Linked DNA regions of Mus musculus: region 1 is linked to region 2. The links are chromatin contacts, called in public promoter capture Hi-C maps. All regions are on one chromosome and are shown on one strand. Each heading gives the region's core, a stretch centred on a gene start, on an enhancer-like site or on the middle of the called end of the contact. The rest is flanking DNA. Distances are from core to core; before and after follow the strand shown. Region 1 holds the start of Eid3 (EP300 interacting inhibitor of differentiation 3). Region 2 holds the start of Sirt6 (sirtuin 6).

Evidence for each region. Promoter capture Hi-C pulls out the DNA fragments that hold promoters and counts their contacts.
Region 1: a contact with region 2 is called in a promoter capture Hi-C map of stem cell-derived epiblast-like cells, with 5 times the contacts expected there. The contact joins the promoter of Eid3 here to the promoter of Sirt6 in region 2. A contact is called at or near these places in 5 of 39 promoter capture datasets (the C10 cell line, HPC-7-derived erythroid cells, cranial neural crest and 2 more), 1 of 484 Hi-C or Micro-C datasets (B cells) and 3 of 115 datasets of contacts at active chromatin or transcription factors (bone marrow-derived dendritic cells, embryonic forebrain and pancreatic cancer cells).

The regions. Positions count from the first base shown.
Region 1 is chr10:82,864,890-82,869,577 of GRCm38.p6, forward strand. Eid3 (EP300 interacting inhibitor of differentiation 3) reads left to right here and starts at 1,737. Exons shown (of 1, transcript NM_025499.2): 1 at 1,737-3,041. The coding sequence starts at 1,818. The coding sequence ends at 2,945. All of the region lies in intron 2 of Txnrd1 (thioredoxin reductase 1), which reads left to right.
Region 2 is chr10:81,625,762-81,630,627 of GRCm38.p6, forward strand. Sirt6 (sirtuin 6) reads right to left here and starts at 1,805. Exons shown (of 8, transcript NM_181586.4): 1 at 1,711-1,805; 2 at 729-856; 3 at 1-137. The coding sequence starts at 1,776. It also overlaps a transcript of Ankrd24 not described here.

The DNA of each region.
Region 1 (4,688 bases), core at 487-2,986, 1.2 Mb after region 2:
TGATCTGCAGGCAGCAGAAGGAGACTGTGTGCCACATTGGGCATAGCTTGAGCATAGGAAACTTCAAAGCCTGCCCCCACAGTGACACGTCCTTCCACAACACCAAACCTCCTAATAGTGCCACTCCCTATGGGCCAAGCATACATATGGGGGCCATACCCATATAAGCCACCGTATATGCCAAAAGAAAAAAAAAGGAGTCGGACAGTGGGCAGTGGTGGTGCACACCTTTAATCCCAGCACTTGGGAGGCAGAGGCAGGTGAATTTCTGCTTTGGAGGCCAGCCTGGTCTACAGAGTGAGTTCCAGGACAGCCAGGACTACACAAGAAACCCTATCTCGAAAAACCAAAAAAAAAAAAAAAAAAAGAAAAAAGATCAGTAATAGTTTTTAAGATAGAGTGGAATACGCAGGAGACCGATTTTGCAAATGAGGAAACTCAAGTATATGGAAATTACAGAAGCATTTTTTTTTTTCATTTAAAGATGTGTACATTTAAATGTGGATATGTGCGTGTTGAGTACAGAGGCCTGTATGTACATCCTCAACCTAAAAATATTTTTCTTTTCCTAAAACCTAAAACAATGAAAAAAATCATTGCTTTGTATATAAAAGAACATAGTAAGTATGTACTCGGTAGTTAAAACCACTGATTATATAATTTTTATTCTATATGTTATAATTCCCATCTTATAAATGAGGGACAGTGGTGGCTTGCAGATTTAGCACCCGTCTAAGTTAATATAAGTAGATAAAGACTGGGACACAGGCTTTTCTTCCAGCCCATTTTTAGATTGGATTCCTTGAGGTGGAGTTAAAGTTGTGAGCCTGTAAGTGCTCTTAACATCTAAACCTTGTCTCCAGCCCCTTCAGCCCATTTTAAAAAATTAAAAATTAGTATTGTGATATATGTATGATGTATGTTTAGGCATGAGTACCCTGGTCTGTATGTCAAGTTTAAAAGACAGCATATGTGTAGACATGAGTACCATGGTCCATGTATGGAATTCAGAGGACAAGTTTGCGGAGTTGATTCTTTCACTCACGTTGAGTGGTTCGTCTTTTTGAAGGTTTATTTTTAAAAGTATGTGCATGCACACATGATTGCCAGTGGAGGCTAGAAGGAAGTGTTGGAACTGGAGTTACAGGCAGTGGCTGTGAGCTACCCCATGGGGTGCTGAACTCTGTCACTGACAGAGTCCCGTGCCCCCCCCCCCCCCCCAAGCTTTCTGTGGTGAGAGTTGGGTATGATGCGCTTGTTGAACTTAGAAACAAAACACTCCTCACATTGTTAAATCGCTGTGCACTGATAACTCCAGCCACTTAATTGCGCCATGGGTCACTGGTGAGCTGGTGTGTGGTTCCCAAAGCATATTATTCACCCAGTAGGTGATAACACAGATGGTGCGAGATGATACTAAAAATCTTCTTAGTTTGCTCATCTTATAGGATTCAGGTTAACCTCCTCTGTAGTGTATAAAAGCATTTAGCCTTTGGCAGGCTTCCCTTGCAAAATCCTGCCTGCCCACTGTTCTTCCACCCTTGAGTGGAGACACTCCTAAGAGTGTAAGGGATGGTGGGGGTGGGGGGCAAGAAGCATCCTTCATGCTGTGAATTAGCATGTACTTCCCTCTAAGCAGAAAAAGAACAACGGGAGCCTGGGCTGGAGGTGTGGTCTCTGTGAGCTGGGGGGCGGGGTTGCTTGCGCATGGGCAGGAGGCTCTGTTCCAACGGCTTACCTTTGCCATCTCGCGTCGCTACGGTTGGTAGGTAGTATGGTAGTAGCCCTGGGAGAGCTGTTACCTGCGCACCACCACCATGTCTAAAGAAAAATGTTCCCTTACTGGAGGCAAAGAGAAAAGAGGGGAGCTGGTCCGGAGTCTGGCATGGCAGCACCTGGTGAAACAGGAGGAGGAAGAGGCAGTGAAGAAGGAAGAAAAGGAGGAAGGGGAAGATGAGGAGGAGGAAGGCTCAGACAGTAGCTCCGATGACCCGAACCCCGAGCCCCCCTGCATGCACCCAGACCTCCTGGAGCTGGTGGTGGATCGAGAGAAGTGCCGCAAAATCCGCAGGCAGTACCGGCAGCTCATCTACACCGTGCAGCAGAACCGCGAGGACATTGTGAACACGGCCAGCGACACGCTGAGTGAGGCCCTGGAGGAAGCCAACGTGCTGTTTGACGGAGTGAGCAGAACCAGAGAGGCAGCCCTTGATGCCCAGTTCCTGGTTTTGGCCTCTGATCTGGGTAAAGAGAAGGCGAAGCAGCTAAACACCGATATGAACTTTTTTAATCCCATTGCCTTCTGCGATTTGCTGCTGTTGTTTGTGGGCTTCAATTGGGTAGAAGAGGAGTGTAAGGAATTTAGCGACTGCGATGATAGCATAGTTCTTTCCTTTTGGGGCATGTTGCACGAGGAAGCAACCTCCTGGATGCTGCAAGCCGAAACGTTCCACTTCATTTTTGGGTCATTTAAGGCAGAACGTTCTGCACGAAAGCCCCGGCTTGGATGTCACAAAAGAGCTTGCAAAATGGAAGGAAGTGGAGATATGCCTACAAAGTTGAGGAGGCTGGATGTGCATGCTAATCAGGAGACGACAGAAAAAGAAGTTGAGAGAATCTTGGGATTGCTGCAAACCTACTTTCAAAAGTACCCCGATACTCCAGTGTCATACTTTGAGTTTGTGATTGATCCAAACTCATTCTCTCGCACTGTGGAGAATATCTTCTATGTGTCTTTTATTATTAGGGATGGCTTTGCAAGAATAAGGCTTGACCAAGACAGGCTGCCAATTCTAGAGCCAACTAATGTGAGCCAGGTGGATGATGAAAGTGATTCCTATTCGTACTGCAGGAAACAAGGCGTTATATCTTTGAGTTTACAGGACTGGAAAAATATTGTCTCCACTTTTGAAATTTCAGAGGCTATGATCAAAAACTCATATTAAAGAGTTTTATTCATAGTATATCTTGAACTAACATCGAAAAATGGAATCTAAACAGAAGCACAAACTCTAGTAAACTATTTTCAAGAACAAATGAAATTGTCTACTGTGCAGTGTATTTTACTTGATAATCTAATAAGGTTGTAATCTTAAAAGTTCACTCTCATGCTTATGGGAAAGTTTTTTTGAAATTCACATGACACTCTCAGTAAGCTCCCGAGTTTCTTAGAAAGTATTAATTAGCCAACTTGCTAAACACAAAAACCAGGACTCACTGGGATACTGAATTGCTTTTTCTGACGCTGCAAAACTAAGGGCAAGGGGGCTTTTCACCAGGTCGGGGCAAGAGTGAGAACAAGACAAGAAAAGTCAGTAGTGTTCAGACTCTCAAGTCCAGGTGACGGGCTTCCTTTCAAAAAGTGGATCTCTGTATTCTGAACTTTGTTTTTGATAAATGAATTTAATAAAAGTGTGTGTGTGTACTGTAAGACTGAAGCCACTAAGTCTTGAAAGGCAGGTCCAAGTTAGACAATAGGGAAGGCATCCTGGCTTGGTTTTGAGACAGGGTCTCCTCATGGAACCCTGGCTGGCCTGGAACTCACAGTGACCTGCCTGCACCTGCCTCTGCCTCCCACCACACTGGGGGAGAAGGCATCCTAGGGAAGAAAACAAGATCAAATCTGTGCCACTGAGACGAGTCATGACCCAAGAGGCTGGGCAGATTTACAGAAAATTTACCCTTGACTATGAAGCAGGCGGGAATGTCCCTGACCTCGCCAGTGTTCAGAGGTAGACAATATTTGTCACTCCCAGTTGCAAGCCTTATCTTTGGCTAATCTTTCACCACTCAGTATCATCATGATTTTTACTAGCAGTGTCCCTCCGTGATGTTTCAACATGTAACAACTCTGATTGTCCCAATTAAACTTGCTTTAATAAACAAAAGGCCCAGGGGTTTTGCTCTGTATCTGGCCTATCTAGTGAGAATTCTCTATCCACCCACCCCTGGCCCCTGTGCCCCACGTGCCCAGTTTCTTGTGGGCCTAAGTTGGAAACAGGGTGCTGATTTGAGTACTTGGTCTGGCGTGGTAGCCTTTTGCTTCTGAGAGATTGCATCAGAGGAAGCTGTGCTGTGAATATTTTAAGTCAGGAAGGAGCTCCTGTTGCAGATATTTGTATGATTTTTTTTTTCTTTCTCTTGGTACCTTGCAGTTTTCAGAGTGTAAATCACAGATAACTGGGGTTCTGGTTTCACGATTAAGTTTTCTTAGCATGAGTCCTGAGGTAGCTTCTGCCCCCAACCTGAGTGGGGTTTCTCTGTGCGTGCAAATTATCTGATGGTCAATAGAATATTTGGTTTATGAAAATAATTCCAGAAGAACCGGTGGACATGCCCTGAATGTGAGTCTTCTGAATGTAAGTAAGTCGTTGTTGGTGGAAAGGAGCTGCCGCTCATGTGGCTAGAGGTGTTTTGTTCCGCTTATAGTAAGCTTTCCTACTAAGTCTGTAGTGGCTCAGAGGAGGGAAATCCAAAGTCTAAATGATAGCAGGATCTTTGTGTGGAGAAAGTTCATTATACCAGCAATGCATAGAGAATTCAGGAAAAAGCCCCAAACCCCTTTCCTCACATGAAGGAGTGCTAAACCTTTCCCAGCCCTGGCCACCCTTGAGGATGAAGGAGCATCCTTTGGCCTCGATGCTCCTCCTACTGGCATCTCAGCAGCGCCCTGGGGTTTCCAAAAGATG
Region 2 (4,866 bases), core at 555-3,054:
CCAGGAAGCTGAGGAAGCCCATGCGTTCTAGCTGAACCAGGGCCATGTGGGTCTTCGAGGGCCGAGCATTCTCGAAGGTGGTGTCAAACTTGGGGGCCAGGCCGCGTTCCTCCATGGTCCACACGCCATGGGGGCCTCTGAGGATAGCAAGCAGAGGAGGACAGGCACAGAGGTCAAACATTCATTTTCCAGGCTGTGGGCTCTTCCTGTTAATGCTGAAGTCAGCCCATGCTGGCCCCAGCCCCGTTCTTAGGGTGGTTCTGTATCCTGTGGTGGAGACAATGACTGCCGGGTAGGCAAGAATTCTAAAGAGCATGGGACGTCTTCATGAAAGAGGCGGAGGGGCTGAGGGTCTGGGGGTAAACAAAGGCAGGGGAGCTAGTGGAGCTGGGGCTGAGTACTGGTTAAGACCGGCTGCGGGTTCCCAGAATGCTTTACAGTGGTCATAGGCTGCCACCGAAGGTTATGGGTGAGCTAGTCACTCCACAACATTGAGTCATTCTGACCCTAGAAAACCCAGTGGCTGGCCGAGCTGCATGAATACATTTCCCAGCATGCCTTGCAGCTACTACATTATGTGGGCATGCTCTGATCCTTGGGCAAGTGGAGTTTTTGCTGGGCCTTTCAGAGACATAGGAAAACTGAAAGGTCCTTCTGCCACCTCACCTTAGTCCCTAGAGGTGTATCAGCAAGAGCCCTGCCTCAGTTTCCCCTCATTGTTCACCGACCTGAAGTCGGGGATGCCAGAGGCGGTGCTGATGCCGGCGCCCGTGTGGAAAACCACGCTGGAGGACTGCCACATTAGCCGGGCCAGCTCCCACACCTTGCGTTCCAGCTCCTCTGGTGGGTCGAAGATCTGTAGGGTCAGAGGGCAGGAGGAGGCAACACGTGACCTCCCAAGTGGCAGGCCTCCTGTGGGTCAATGCTCTGTCTGCCCCTTCTCAACATCCCTCAGTTCCAGCCACACTCTTAACACATCGCTGTGTCCTACCCCAGGGCCTTTGCACATGCCGAGCCCTCTTCCCAGAGTGCTGTTCCTGCAGGCAGCCACTCCTTTGTCCTGGTCTGGTTGTGGCCCACGTGACCTCCCCACTGACGTCATCCCCCATCCTGGACTTTAGATAACCCACCTCTCTCCCCTAAATCAAGATGCAGCTCTACTTGTCTAGGGGCTCCGTTAACATGAGGCAGGCAGGGCATGGTGTCGCAGGCCTTTAACACCAGTACTCGGGAGGCAGAGGCAGGAAGATTCCTGTGAGTTCGGGGCCAGCCTGGGCTACAAAGAGAGAACCCTCCACCCTACTACACCCCTTCAGAAACAACAAAGACTGACAGCCCCACACTCAGGATCCATCTGGCCCAGATTCAGGGAGGAGTACAGAGTGGGGTACAGGGATGCCCCCAGGAAAGGGTGCCAGCTTCCGGCCCTGCAGATCTTCCCACAGCTCCAGGTTTTCCCTGACAATTAAGACGTCCACTCCCTGACCTGACGATTTGGTCTCGTTCCCATTAGCCCCTCACTCCTTCCCTGACCCAGGTTCCTCCGTGTCACCCAGCCTGAGCAGTGGGTGTCACTTCCCGCCCCCTCCTTCCAGGGAAGTCCCTCCCATTGTCTAGACTCTATGTTTCATGCTGTTCCCACAATGCCCCGCTTCGCCCGGCCGCTCCCCGTCTGGGGTCATTCGGTGACTCGAACACTGCAGCTCTCACCTCGGGCAGCCCGCACTTGCCCTTATCCGCGTAAGGCGACAACCCTGCTGCATAATTCACCGACATCGTCGCCGGCGCTGCCGCACGGGAACAATAAAGTTTCCCTTGTTGAGGCCGCTTCCGCCGGAAGTGGTGAAGGGACGGTCGGGAAAGAGTAGCCGCCTTCCCTAGATACGTGCCTGAGGGTGGGGTGGGTACGTGGAGGTGAAAAACAGCATTCTTTCCAGAGCGCATGCGCCCTCCTGATGCAGCAAGCTTAGTCTTCAGTGCTGGCCGAGACTACCTCTCTGACTTAGTGGATTCCCCAGTCCTGGGATCCGCGACCAGAGCCAGAAAAGTGATGAGGCCACTCACAGGAGTCGAGGCAGGGGGATTGCGAGTCCCAGACCAACTCCCTGTTTCAAAAGAGACAACATCAGCAAAACCCAGAAATGAAACCAAACAAAGCAAAACAAAAATCCACAGTTCTCAGTGTGTAGAGCCCTGCCCGGAGTGCTTATAGCACTGGCAGGAGGGGACAGAAAGTTCGAAGCCACGCTAGGCTACATGATACCCTAACCTTTGTGACTGTCATCCAGGGTCTGCCTGACTCTGGCTACAGGAGAGAATGAATGGAAAACTGGGGTTCTTGGGCAGAGGAAAGACCTCTGGGCCCCCTGCCAACATTTCCTGGGTTAGTTTCTGGAGTGCACCTCCCGGAATATCACAGAGCATAGGGTTAGGTCCACAGAACTGGGCGAGTTCCACGTGTTACCCAGAGGTGCCCAGAGATGCAAGGAGAGAGGTGAAGAGCCCTGCTTCCGTGGCCATCTAGAGATGGGAGGCACTATCTGACCATTCTGCCTGTTGGTAATCAACAGACACAGGAGCCATGTGATGGGTCAATGGCAGCATATAACAACCGAAGCCTCCTGATCCCCGTGGAGACCCCAAGAAAGGCTTCGAGGAGGCAGGAGCACACAAGGAGGTGGGAGAGGCCGTCCTTGGGGCTGCCCATCTGAGCAAGCTGGCTAACAGCAGCTTGTCTCCTCCCTTGGCTCATCCGTCCCCCGCTCCCCCACCCCAACCTGATCGGGTGTCACCTCTACTCTGCTGCTGGTGGCTCGCAGCTGGAGCGGGTAACCAGAGAGGCTGCTTGGACGCTGGGTTCCGGTCTGGAGTCGCCTGAGGTAGGGGGATGTGGGTGAGGGAGGCCAGGGAAGTCTGGGTGCTGGTGAGGGGTGCTACCTGCAACAGTATGAACACACGCATCTGCACACTTGTGACAGGTGCACACATCCCACGCGGGAGCCAAGGCCCAGGCCCAGTGCGCAGCGTCACCTGTGCTGTGTCACCTCTTCAGAAGGCAAACCCTTAAATCCACAGGCCTTCCCTGCCACCTTGCCGTGGCGATTTCCTTCAGACTGGTAGCATGTGGACAACTCTTTTGGGTGTTTTGTCACCCACCCTTGGTGGTAGGTGTGGGGTGAAAGTGAACCTGATTAGTAGAGGAGGTGGGATCAGTGAATGGATGGATGGATGGGTAGATGGGTGGGTGGATGGGTGAGTGGGTAGATGGGTGGGTGGATGGGTGGGTGGATGGGTGAGTGGGTAGGTGGGTGGGTGGATGGGTGAGTGGGTAGATGGGTGGGTGGATGGGTGGGTGGGTAGATGGGTGGGTGGATGGATGGATGGATGGGTGGGTGGATGGGTAGATGGATGGGTGGGTGGAACTGCCCTAAATAGTGACAGTTTTGACCAGACTTTCTTGCAAAACACTGACTTTCCAGTGTGTCTCCCCCTGTAGCTCCATTACATATGAACCCAGGTTAGAGGTACAGGAGGAGACCCAGCTTGGGAGAACTTGGAAGCTCCGTTTGGGGAGGTAGATAGTTCTGTGTGGGAGAGAGGCGATTTTGTGAATAGAAATTTCACAGAGAAGAGTGTTTGTGTGGTGGGGAGTTTATGGCATCAATGATTGCACAAACTCCAGGTTGCAGCCTGTGTGAGCTGCTGAACTAGTGCTGCTGGTTGTGATGCACGCTCAGCCCCACTTCAGGGGACTGCCTGGACAAGGAGGAATTATCTCTGTTTACAGTTGAGGACAGTTCCTTCAGAGGGTGCAAGTAGCCTGAACTTGGACACACAGCAGATTTGCCCAGGCTGTGTTGTGAGGACAGTGTGGCTGACCACCCCAGCATCCTGTCCCTCACCCGACCCACGCCTTGTCCAGAAACAAGACGAGAGCCCCTAGCAGGTGTGATGAAGACCCTCCGGGCACGATTCAAGAAAACAGAGGTGAGTCTTCAGGCTTGGAGGACTGCTCAGTCCTCCCTGCTGTGGCTCAGAACCCACCAGTCCTTTAGGCTCCACCTGATCCCCTATCCGCTGTTCCCCCAGCTGCTGCAGCAGGTCAGCTACTCCAGCAGGTCAGCTGCTCCAGCAGGTCCCTGGTTCAGTTTTCTGGATCAAATGCTGATTGCCCACGTAGGTTCACTGAGTCCCACTCATGGTTCAGTTCTGCTCACCCACCCCCCACTCAGGGTCTCAGTGGTTACTGGGGCAACCCTTCCTCCTTTGCACATGCTGGCAAGGTGTCACCGAGATACCCCCAAACTCTTCCTGCCCCCGTTTTCATTTTCATCGTCGTCCGAATTTAGTGATTCCTGAGGGATTCCCAAGTGCTCTGCTCTGTGAGCCCTGGTCTTTTGCTCACTATGATTCTTCAAGGAATGAACTTATGTGCATTTGAGAGAGGAAGGATGGCTCAGAGAGGTGGTAGAAGCTCCTCAAAGCCACACAGCAGGGAAGCGATATGCCTGTCTCCATTAGAAGATGGAGATAGGTATCAATGGGTGTGACCTGCAGGGGGAATGGGGAGGGAAGGGCTGGGAGGGGGGGGAGGAAGCAAGAGATCCAGAGAGCCAGAGAGAGCAAGGGAGAGCATGAGAGAGAGAGAGAGAGAGAGAGAGAGAGAGAGAGAGAGAGAGAGAACTGTTGCTTTCCTAGACAGTAAAGCTAGACTAGTTGGAAACCAAGTCATTGCACATGCTGAAGAATGGGCTGGCAAAATGGCTCAGCGGGGCCAGGTGTGGTGGCGCACGCTTTTAATCCCAGCACTTGAGAGGCAGAGGCAGGCAAATTTCTGAGTTTAAGGCCAGCCTGGCCTACAGAGTG